3 separate regions of the Mus musculus genome follow, and all the other regions are linked to region 3. Evidence: chromatin contacts called from public Hi-C data. All regions are on one chromosome and are shown on one strand. The core of a region is the stretch at or near the end of the contact, and the rest is flanking DNA. Distances in the headings are between cores, read along the strand shown.

Region 1 (3,064 bases), core at 558-3,057, 250 kb after region 3:
GTATGTTTTCTTTGTGTGTACACATGCAGGATGGAGTGTGCATTCGTGGAGAACATGTGTAAGGCAGCTGGCACTCCTAGGCTTGGTGTAGCCACCACCTGGTCACTTCTGGACTACACAAAGCCTACAACTGTTACTAGCATCCTTGCCTAGTATGCCCTCAGGTGTGTAAGTGCTTTTAAGTGTCTGCCCAGACCTAGGCCCACAATGGCAATGGAAAACAAAGCTACCTGAGTTCCCTCCTTACCCGGTGTGCCTGCTTCCTTCTAAGCCTCTCCTGCCCTCTTCTTCCACTTCCTGACCCTGGCCTAGCTGAGCCTGACTGTCCTCTGCCTGAGTTATAAGCAGATTCTTGATTCTAGATTAGACCATCTTCTGAGACCAGATGCCAGTGTTTGCCACATACTTCCTCTCCCATGAGCTCCCAGTACTCAATGAACACTGGCCAGGCTGACCTGTCACGTGGAGGGAAAGTGCTGAGCAGATGCTGCTTGTCGCAGAAATGCATAATATTAAGGACCATACCAGCCATATGTGGAGGGGAGGTGACAGACTCCACCTACCTCAGAGCACCCATAAGAGCTTGGGGAATGGAGTCACAGGTGAAACTGAATTTTTTTTTTTTAAAGCCTGTTAGTAGATTATAGAAACAGAAGGTGTAGGGACATGATCATCTGAGAACATGAGGCTAGAAGCAAAGCCTCCCTTTGGTGCCAAATTTAACCTCAGCCCTCTGAAGTGAGGGACTAGACTCCTGCCAACATTGCCCTGCACCCTGCATGCTCAAGTCAAGTCACGTCTCAAAAGTTAAAGTAAAAACCTCCAAAGACCTTGTCAACTCTTAATCTAGATGGTACAGAGGCCTGGGCATGGAAAGAGCTTCTTGGACCATAAAGCATTCATGCAGTGCACACTTTGTAAAGAATGGAGCCTTGAGTCCCACTTCAGTTCAGTGGGAGGAACAGAGCCGCTTCACTTCTCTCTACTTTTCCTTTAAAGCCAGGCTGTGCAGCCATTAGAAAGCTCCCAGTCGGGATGGCAACTTGAAACAAATGCTGGAGAACAGCATGGCGAGCCTGGCTAGTGACTTCCTCCCCAGCTTCCAGAGCAGTGCTGAGAGGCCCAGGGACAGGCACTGTCTGCTTCGCCTGGGCTGTGTTACAGTGATTCAGATTATAGTTTGGGCCAATTAAGGGATCCTTGAAGGAAAGAAAAAAAAGCCTAGTAAATCCAATTTAGCAATCCCAGGCTCTCTGCTGATTGCTATTGCTCCCTCTAAGTGCCTCCAAATGATTCACGTGTAAAATGAACTCATGTCTAGAGAGAACGGATATCCCAGAAAGCAAGGCAGGAGGGAGGGAAGACTCCAGGCAGGGCAGCTGTCTCTGGAAACCTGCCTATAAGGTTTAGAGAAAGACACACATCATCAGTGCAGCTGTGCCTGGCGAGGTCCCCAAAAGTGGCAGGCCCTAGGCTTTACCAGCTTGCCTGAGCTCCCATCGCCCCTCAACAGGAAGGTCAGTGCAGCCATCTGAAGAAGTGCTGTTTACTAGGTCTCTGGGGAAACAAGTTCATTTCCCTTCTCTGCTATTCACCCCAGACTGGAGCAACGAATAGACAAGAGAAGCTGGGGAATCCCGGTCCCAGGCAAAAGCCACTGAGCCCCAGCAACTATTCCTGATGACTCCTTGTGATGATGGATTAGTTAGTGCCCTTTAACGTGGAAGGAGATCTATTGACAGGTGTCAGAATCACTAGGCCTCTTACCTCATCTAGAAGAGGATGTCTCTCGGCTAGGGGATCAAACGGTATGAACAGGAAGAGTGCTGGTCCTTTCTTCAGCTCATTGTTCAACAGCAGACTCTTGCCTCCATGAGGCTGTAGCCATCGGAAGAGGGTCTCCTGGTTTTCTGAGGCCCACTTATAGATGTTCTCAGCTGTGAAGTTCATGACTTCCCTGGGGAAGACCTGCCAAGGACAAATATAACAGAATAATGTAGAGGTGTGTTAGACAAGGCAGAGCGAAAGACTAGTACCGCACTCCAGAGGCCGGGTCAAGCTGCACTGTAAGGGAGGAAAAGGCACCCAGAGGCCATGACTACGGGCCATAAAGCCAACACTTAGCCCACCTCTCCACACAGTCTCAACAAGTGGGCTGAAAGCCACCATGGGAGCAAGAGGTGACTTTCATATCACTGGGTTCACCTTTTGTCCCCTGAGAGACTCAACTATCCAGACACTCTCCCTGTCTTCAGGTGGCTGTAATGACCTCTAAACACCCTAAGGAGAGTTACAGAGCACCACGTGGTGTTTATAATAATCTAGGTCCATTGTCTATTGTTACAGGATGTTATATCTTAATCTTAGCTTGTCAGATTCTGTCCCAGAGGCCAGAGTGAAGCATCCACTAGGCAGAAGCTCTAAAGGCTTTGTTCGAGGTCACCCCAGCAGCTGGACACATTCCTGGCATTGAACAGGGATTCAGCAGAGTGACCTGAGTTTACACGGGCTGTAGATCACATCATGTGTAGCAGGAAAGAGACACTTGGAGGCGTTTTCCCTTTGGGTTTTGTTGTTGTTGTTTGTAATATAAAAGTACTTTTGAAAGACACTTGATATAAATCACAAGTTTCAAACAATTTCCAGAGTGGTACTTTGGAAAGTTTCACAAAATGAAGCGTTGGGAACACTAGAATGGAGACCTAAGTGACTTCACATGAATGTGCCTACTGCTTTTTAAGACTCTAACCTTCCAATAATACTTCATTTGATAAAAGATATATGCTGGTAAACACTGCCCAGAACTACTGCCCAGTTCTCCTTTTCCCCCTTACTCTTCTGCAGTGTTCTGTGCTATAAATACACGTCGGCTAAAACGATGGTGTGAGAAAATGAGAGCTAGCAAAGCAGAGGAAGTAAAAAGTGAGACAGGCACAAGGAGAGTGGGCAGGCTGTGGAGAGGCAGCCAGCAGCAATGCTCAGAGGAGGACAGTGGGGGTTTAAAACATTTCTATTTGGAAAACACAAAAATACATTTTAACAGAATATGAATACCAAGAAAAAA
Region 2 (3,050 bases), core at 10-2,509, 150 kb before region 3:
CTGTCAGTTAAACTCAGTGGGGAAGGACCACATGGTTGTACATGATCTCAGCATTCAGGCAGTAGAATCAGGATGGCATCCACAAATTCAAAAACAGACCAGTCTATTTAATAGGTTCCAGACCAGTCAGGTAGGTTCATGGAGCAAGACCTGGTCTCAAGATAAAAGGGTGTTGGGAATGAGGACAGTGTGCTGGGGGTGAACCTTAGTTGATATGGAGTGCTCACCCAGCATGCATGAGGCCCTTGATTCCATTCCCAGCAGCACATACAAATGGGTATAATCATACATGCCTATAAGGAGGTGGAGGCAAGATGATCAGACATTTAAGGGCAGCCTTGGCTACCTAAGGAGTCAGAGGCTAGCCAGAGCTACATGAGACCCTGTCTCAAAAAACAAGACAGACCAGGTATGGTGATGTACATCTTTAATCCTAGTACTTGGGAGGCAGAAATGAGCAGATCCCTGTAAGTCTAAGGCAAATATGGTCTACAAACCAAATCCCAGGCCAGCCAAGGTTACGTAGTGATACTGTCGCAAAAACAAACAAACTTCACCAAGAAATATGTCTGCTATAAACATGTACAGACTTTCTTTTGACTCTTTAGTCCCTAAACAGGTATTTACATAGCACATATATGGTATCAAGTCTTATGCATCATCTAGAGTGAATTTAGAGTCTACAGGAAGATATAGTAGGTTATATGCAGATACTGTACCATTTAAAGTAAGGGCCTTGAGCATCTACAGATTTTGGTCCCCAGTTTGGTAGGGAGTGCCAAGGGTTAATTGTACATGAGTTTGAGGGTATGTTAGATTCTTATGCCATATCGTAGACTTGGCCTATCTCCTAGCCTCTCTTGGAGTGTCTAGCCATTTTAGCAGATGCATGCCTGCTGGGGTTCTCTTAACTGCTGTGTGGCAGGGCATGCTTGGCCAGAGCGCTCTTGATAATCCCAGCTTTTCAAGCATGTAAACCTGGTGTTCCACTTCCTCATGCCCCGGGCAGGATTTCCCTAGGCAGATACCCAAGAAGTTGGAATCAGCTATTTTAAGAGTTCATAGCTTCTGCCAACTTCCTCTAGCACTGTTGTTATCACAGGAGTTCCTGAGCACACCCTCCCTGACCAGGCTCTACAGCACCTCGTGTCTGCTGGGGCTCTGTCTTACAGGTTGATAAGTATGATGGCTGAGTAGTGACTAGCTGCAGAGGGAATGAAACACAGATCCCACTTCCTCTCTCTACTGTGTCCTGTCCCAGCCTGGGGCTCCCCTCCCCTCACTTCAAGGAGGTCCATTTCCTGCTGCACTGCTCTGATTCCCAGAAGACCTTGCGCAGGCTGAGTTGACTCCTAACCACAGCGGTGGGCAGCCCATTGTTGCCTGCTCTCCATGGGGAGCGCCTGTACATGAAGCCACTGCTCCTGTCTCCTCTCCTTCCCACACTCCTCCCTTTCCAGACCCTCTTACTCTCAGTGAGGGTGTAGGAGAATCTTTTTTACCCCAAAGTGACTCCCGTGTGGAACACTGCCCGGTAGATGGCCTGTGCATCTTCTTATCAAGGTACACCAATTTCCTTAGAACACAACATCAGGAAAGTGTTTTTCTCTCTCAGACGCTTAATGTGTCAGACAATGAAAGCCACACTCCCCCCCCACCCCCCATCCTCTTTTGGTTCTCTTCCAGTAGCTACTATTTATCAGACTGTTACTACGCACCAGATCCTTGCTTTAAACTCATAATAGCTCATCTTATCTGCTGCTGCCCTGTGATGCAGCCATTCTTTCCAAAGGGAGAGCCAAGTGTGTGGCCTCCAAGCACAGCAGCCCCTTCCTTCTGAACCTTCTTCAGTGGCTCCCACCTCCTCTAGCATATCTGACCTTTGAGTCTATCTTCTGTCTGGTACGCTTTTATCTCATGTGCCCTTGAACCTTTGTGGGCACAGACTTGACACAGAACCCATCCTGAGGCTTTATGGGAACCAGTCCTTACACACTCATTCCTCGTCAATGTCTTTATCCCTTTCACATGCAGCTTGCCTGAAGTCTCTGCCAAACAATTCTAGTGGCCCTTCCTCAGGGACTGTCCTCAAAGATGTACCAAAGGACAGGAACAATGCCTCATTTTGAAGAGAAACAAGGAGGTAGTGTTTAACCAGGTGACAAAAAAAGGCTTTGGAGTTGTGGCCTCTGGTTTTCCAGAAGGAAGAATTGTTGGAATTTGCCTGTTGTGACAGTGGTGGCCCTTGAAGAGGCTGGTGTACCTCTTGTGGTCAGGCATCTCAAGTCCTCATGGAAAGGAGAATTAGCCATACATCCAGCAGCTGATTCCTCACCTGTCAGGCCGGGACTGATCTGCATCACCCTTAAATCTTTGAGATGTAGCCTCCTTCAGAACAAAAGCAGATGCAAAGTGCTGGTGTCTTTCTATATGAGCCACTGACACCCCTATCAACCCTGGGCCTGATGAACATTTTGCCTTTGCCTTCTCGCTCTGCAGGACATGCAGGTGACAGGAGTGGAGGATGACAGCCGTGCCCTGAACATCACCATTCACAAGCCTGCCTCCAGCCCGCACTCTAAGCCCTTCCCTATCCTGCAGGCCACCTTCGTGTTCTCGGATCATATCCGCTGCATTATTGCCAAGCAGCGCCTGGCCAAGGGCCGCATCCAGGCCAGGCGCATGAAGATGCAGAGGATAGCCGGTGAGTGACCTCAAGAGCAAGGACTCCCCACCGCAGGGCTGTCACCAGTTCACATTGACCCAGAAACATCCCAAGACTTGAAAGAATGGGACTTTCCCTGCTTCCCAGGTGTTTGGAAGGGAGACAATCCTCAGCTGCTGCGTGGAAGAGAAGGGGCCTCTGTAACAGACAAGAAACAGGCGCAGGCAGGGGGCAGCTGGCACCTCCTCTTCACGAGTTAGCCCGCAAGGGTACAAGGGTATAGTCACAAAGCATTCTGACTGCCCTCTGCCATCTTAGGTATGCAAACAGGTCTTAGATCATTGTACAGGGGAAATTTTTAGTCACACAGAGAACAAGTTTGCAG
Region 3 (2,788 bases), core at 270-2,769:
ATTTGCCTATTTATTTGCATGGTCTCTGTAGCCAAGTTTGTCCTGGAACTCCTGATCCTCCTGCCTCAGCTTCCTGAGTATTGAGATCACAGGTGTGCGCCATTAAGCTTGGTTTATGCAGTATTGGGGCTCAAACCCAGGATGTCTTAAATTATAGACATACCAGGTTCCTATCATGAATATCTTACATTAGTATGGCATGGATGTTAAAATTAATTAACAAATTAACTAATGAACAAATACTGAAAAGTTAGTAACCAAATTTATAGTTTGTTCTGGTTTCTTTATTCATTTTTCCCCAGGATTCCACATTCTACTTGGCCGTCGTGTCTCCTTAAGGTCTCCCTTGTCTGGGACAGTTGATCAGTTGCTTTTGATTGCACTGGAATTTAATAAACAGACACACAGGTACACACAGTATACACACACATGCATATGCACACACACACACAATTTTTCAGTCCTGGAGATAGAGCCCAGGGCCTCTTGCATGCTGGGCAGACTCTACAGCTGAGCTAGCTATACCTTAGGTCTCAAATTAATTAATTTTGAGGCATCATCTCATGTTCCAGGCTAGCCTCAATCTCACTGTGCAGTTATGCATGATCATGAAGCCCAGCTCCTCCTGCCTGCACTTCCCTGGTGCTGCGATTGCAGGTGTGCACCCCCACACCTAGTTCTTGTGGGTCTGGGGATCAAACTCAAAGCCTGGCTCCTGCATGTTAGGCAGTCTGTTACTTGAGCCCCAGTCTGAAACTTAATTTTGATGCAGGCCCCAGGATCTCTGCTACAGGATTCTTAGTAAAATGGTGTCCCCAAACTGTTTTACCCCAGAGTAGCTGTTGAGCTGTGTGTGGCACAAGCCTACTTTTCCACTGGAGAACCGAAGCTGCTGACAGCTTCCCAGCCATGTCCTCACGTAACTCCTGGTGAAACACCCATAGAAAAGTGCAGGCTGGCTGGAGGTCAAGGCGGTGGGGGGAGGGGCGGCGCAAACGGCAGTGGGCAGTGGGCAGTGGCTGTCGCCTGCCTCTCCAGCACAGAACTGAGCCTGTGGTTTCGCTGCACATTCAGAACTCTCACTATTGGGGGCTGCTGTTTCCTCCCTGACAGCGCCAAATGAAAATGCATCCGGAGGCTTCAGTTCTCAGCTGCCAAATCAAAGTCAGTTTATCAGTGAGCACCCGCCAGACCGCGGCTCTGGCGGCAGCCTGTGTGCCCTCCCCACTCAGCTTCCTCTTTGAAATGCTCTTTTCTAAGAACTGAGAATAAGCAACCTAGGCCGTGACTTCACTTTTCTCGGAACTGCTTTACATTATATATATTTTAAAAATTCGAAACCATCACTTAGCTGGTTTTGGATCGCCTGAGTTCCCTAATTCTTTCTGTTGCATGTTCTTGTAAAGCTGAAGTTTTACCGCAAAATTCTGCAGGAGGGGAAAGAAGGGCTGTGTGAAATAGGGGAGTGTCTGACTGCCGTGTTTTTGTTGGCTTGTGTGTGATTTAATGATTAAAGAGAAAAAGAAACCAGAGGATATGCTGTGCGGAGTCGGGGATCAGCTCTGAGTTCTGTCTGTCTGGCCAGCCAGGGTTGATGCTGGGTACCTTCTCCAGTTTGCTGATCAGCTAGCTGACTCTTGAAAGGATAAGCGGGAGCCTGGGTATGGGGGTGCACACCTGTAATCCTGACATTCTGGAGGTGAAGGCCACTCAGGGCCATAATGTGGGTTCCAGGTCCTTTGTTGACAAGCCCCTATGTAAAGAGGAAGAGGGTGGTCAAGGGCCGTGTATGGTGTGGAGTGCTTGTTTGGCATCAACAAAACCCTGAGTTTGATCCTCGAATCTCAGCACTAAGGAATTGGAGAATCAGAAGTTCAAAGTCGCCACGGGCTACATAGCAAGCCTGGGCCAACCTGGGCTACAGGAGACACTGTCTTGTTTTTGTTTTTGTTTTTGTTTTGTTCTTTTGTTTTTCAAGACAGGGTTTCTCTGTATAGCCCTGGTGGCTGTCCTGGAACTCACTTTATAGACCAGGCTGGCCTTGAACTCAGAAATCAGCCTGCCTCTGCCTCCCGAGTGCTGGGATTAAAGGCATGCACCACAGGAGACACTGTCTTAAGACAAAACAAAACAAAACAAAACAAACAAAAACAGGTTTGAGGACAGCCAAGGCTACACATAGAAACCCTGTCTCGAAAAACTGAAAAGTAAAAAACAGGATGGGGGAGAAGGAGTGGATATGCCTTTAGTCACAGTTAGCCACAATGACCTACATCAAGCAAATAGCTTTGAGCCTGTGTCTGAAGACACCGTTCAGGGGCTCCCACCTTGTCACACTGTGGGCTAGTTCTGGTTCCACCATCCCCTGCCTGACCTGGGGTTTGAAGGTCAGCCTTCAAGGTGGAGACTTCGAGGTGGTTCTTCCTTCAAAGGATGCTGCTGGTAGGCTCTTGGGAAATGGAGTTTGCCACCCCTCCTTCTGAGTGGGGAGGTCTCAAGGTTGTTTTAGAATCCTTGCTTGGCATCTCTGTCCTCCGGGGACTCACATCACACACACACACACACACACACACACACACACACACACACACACACACACACACACACACAGAGTAAGCTGTAGGAGTTTCAGGTTGAAGACAGAAGCCACAGAGTAAAGGCACAGTGCTCAGGAGCCTTGGCATTTGAGGGCTTTAAAGCTTCTATTTAGTTAGCTAGTTGTGTGTGTGTGTGTGTGTGTGTGTGTGTGTGTGTGTGTGTAGGTGGACATTTGCTGTGGCATGGGTGT

Evidence for each region. Hi-C and Micro-C count contacts between places; a contact is called where the count stands out from the background.
Region 1: a contact with region 3 is called in a Hi-C map of B cells, with 7 read pairs. The contact joins two enhancer-like sites. A contact is called at or near these places in 10 of 39 promoter capture datasets (the 3T3-L1 cell line, the C10 cell line, cranial neural crest and 6 more), 1 of 484 Hi-C or Micro-C datasets (B cells) and 3 of 9 other capture datasets (adipose tissue, liver and pancreatic islet).
Region 2: a contact with region 3 is called in a Hi-C map of bone marrow-derived macrophages, with 37 read pairs. The contact joins two enhancer-like sites. A contact is called at or near these places in 3 of 39 promoter capture datasets (the C10 cell line, macrophages and stem cell-derived epiblast-like cells), 1 of 15 datasets of contacts at CTCF or cohesin (CD8 T cells), 6 of 484 Hi-C or Micro-C datasets (the G1E-ER4 cell line, Th1 cells, bone marrow-derived macrophages and 3 more), 6 of 115 datasets of contacts at active chromatin or transcription factors (the 230-238 cell line, CD8 T cells, bone marrow-derived macrophages and 3 more) and 2 of 9 other capture datasets (adipose tissue and macrophages).

What each region holds. Positions count from the first base shown.
Region 1 is chr16:11,089,819-11,092,882 of GRCm38.p6, forward strand. It overlaps Txndc11 (thioredoxin domain containing 11), which reads right to left. Exons shown (of 12, transcript NM_029582.2): 7 at 1,768-1,968. Among named protein-coding and RNA genes, the nearest start is that of Snn, 25 kb to the left of the region's middle. Within about 2 kb of position 1,808, at least 48 of the 459 cell types and tissues checked have an H3K27ac peak or open chromatin away from gene starts, as enhancers often do. A contact at or near this core is called in B cells, where this site is marked.
Region 2 is chr16:10,688,887-10,691,936 of GRCm38.p6, forward strand. Clec16a (C-type lectin domain family 16, member A) reads left to right here. Exons shown (of 23, transcript NM_001204229.1): 20 at 2,500-2,704. Among named protein-coding and RNA genes, the nearest start is that of Gm15558, 6.8 kb to the left of the region's middle. Within about 2 kb of position 1,260, at least 86 of the 459 cell types and tissues checked have an H3K27ac peak or open chromatin away from gene starts, as enhancers often do. A contact at or near this core is called in the 230-238 cell line, CD8 T cells, the G1E-ER4 cell line and 5 more, where this site is marked.
Region 3 is chr16:10,842,977-10,845,764 of GRCm38.p6, forward strand. Rmi2 (RecQ mediated genome instability 2) reads left to right here. Exons shown (of 2, transcript NM_001162932.1): 2 at 1-259. Among named protein-coding and RNA genes, the nearest start is that of Rmi2, 9.3 kb to the left of the region's middle. Within about 2 kb of position 1,520, at least 160 of the 459 cell types and tissues checked have an H3K27ac peak or open chromatin away from gene starts, as enhancers often do. A contact at or near this core is called in the 230-238 cell line, B cells, CD8 T cells and 6 more, where this site is marked.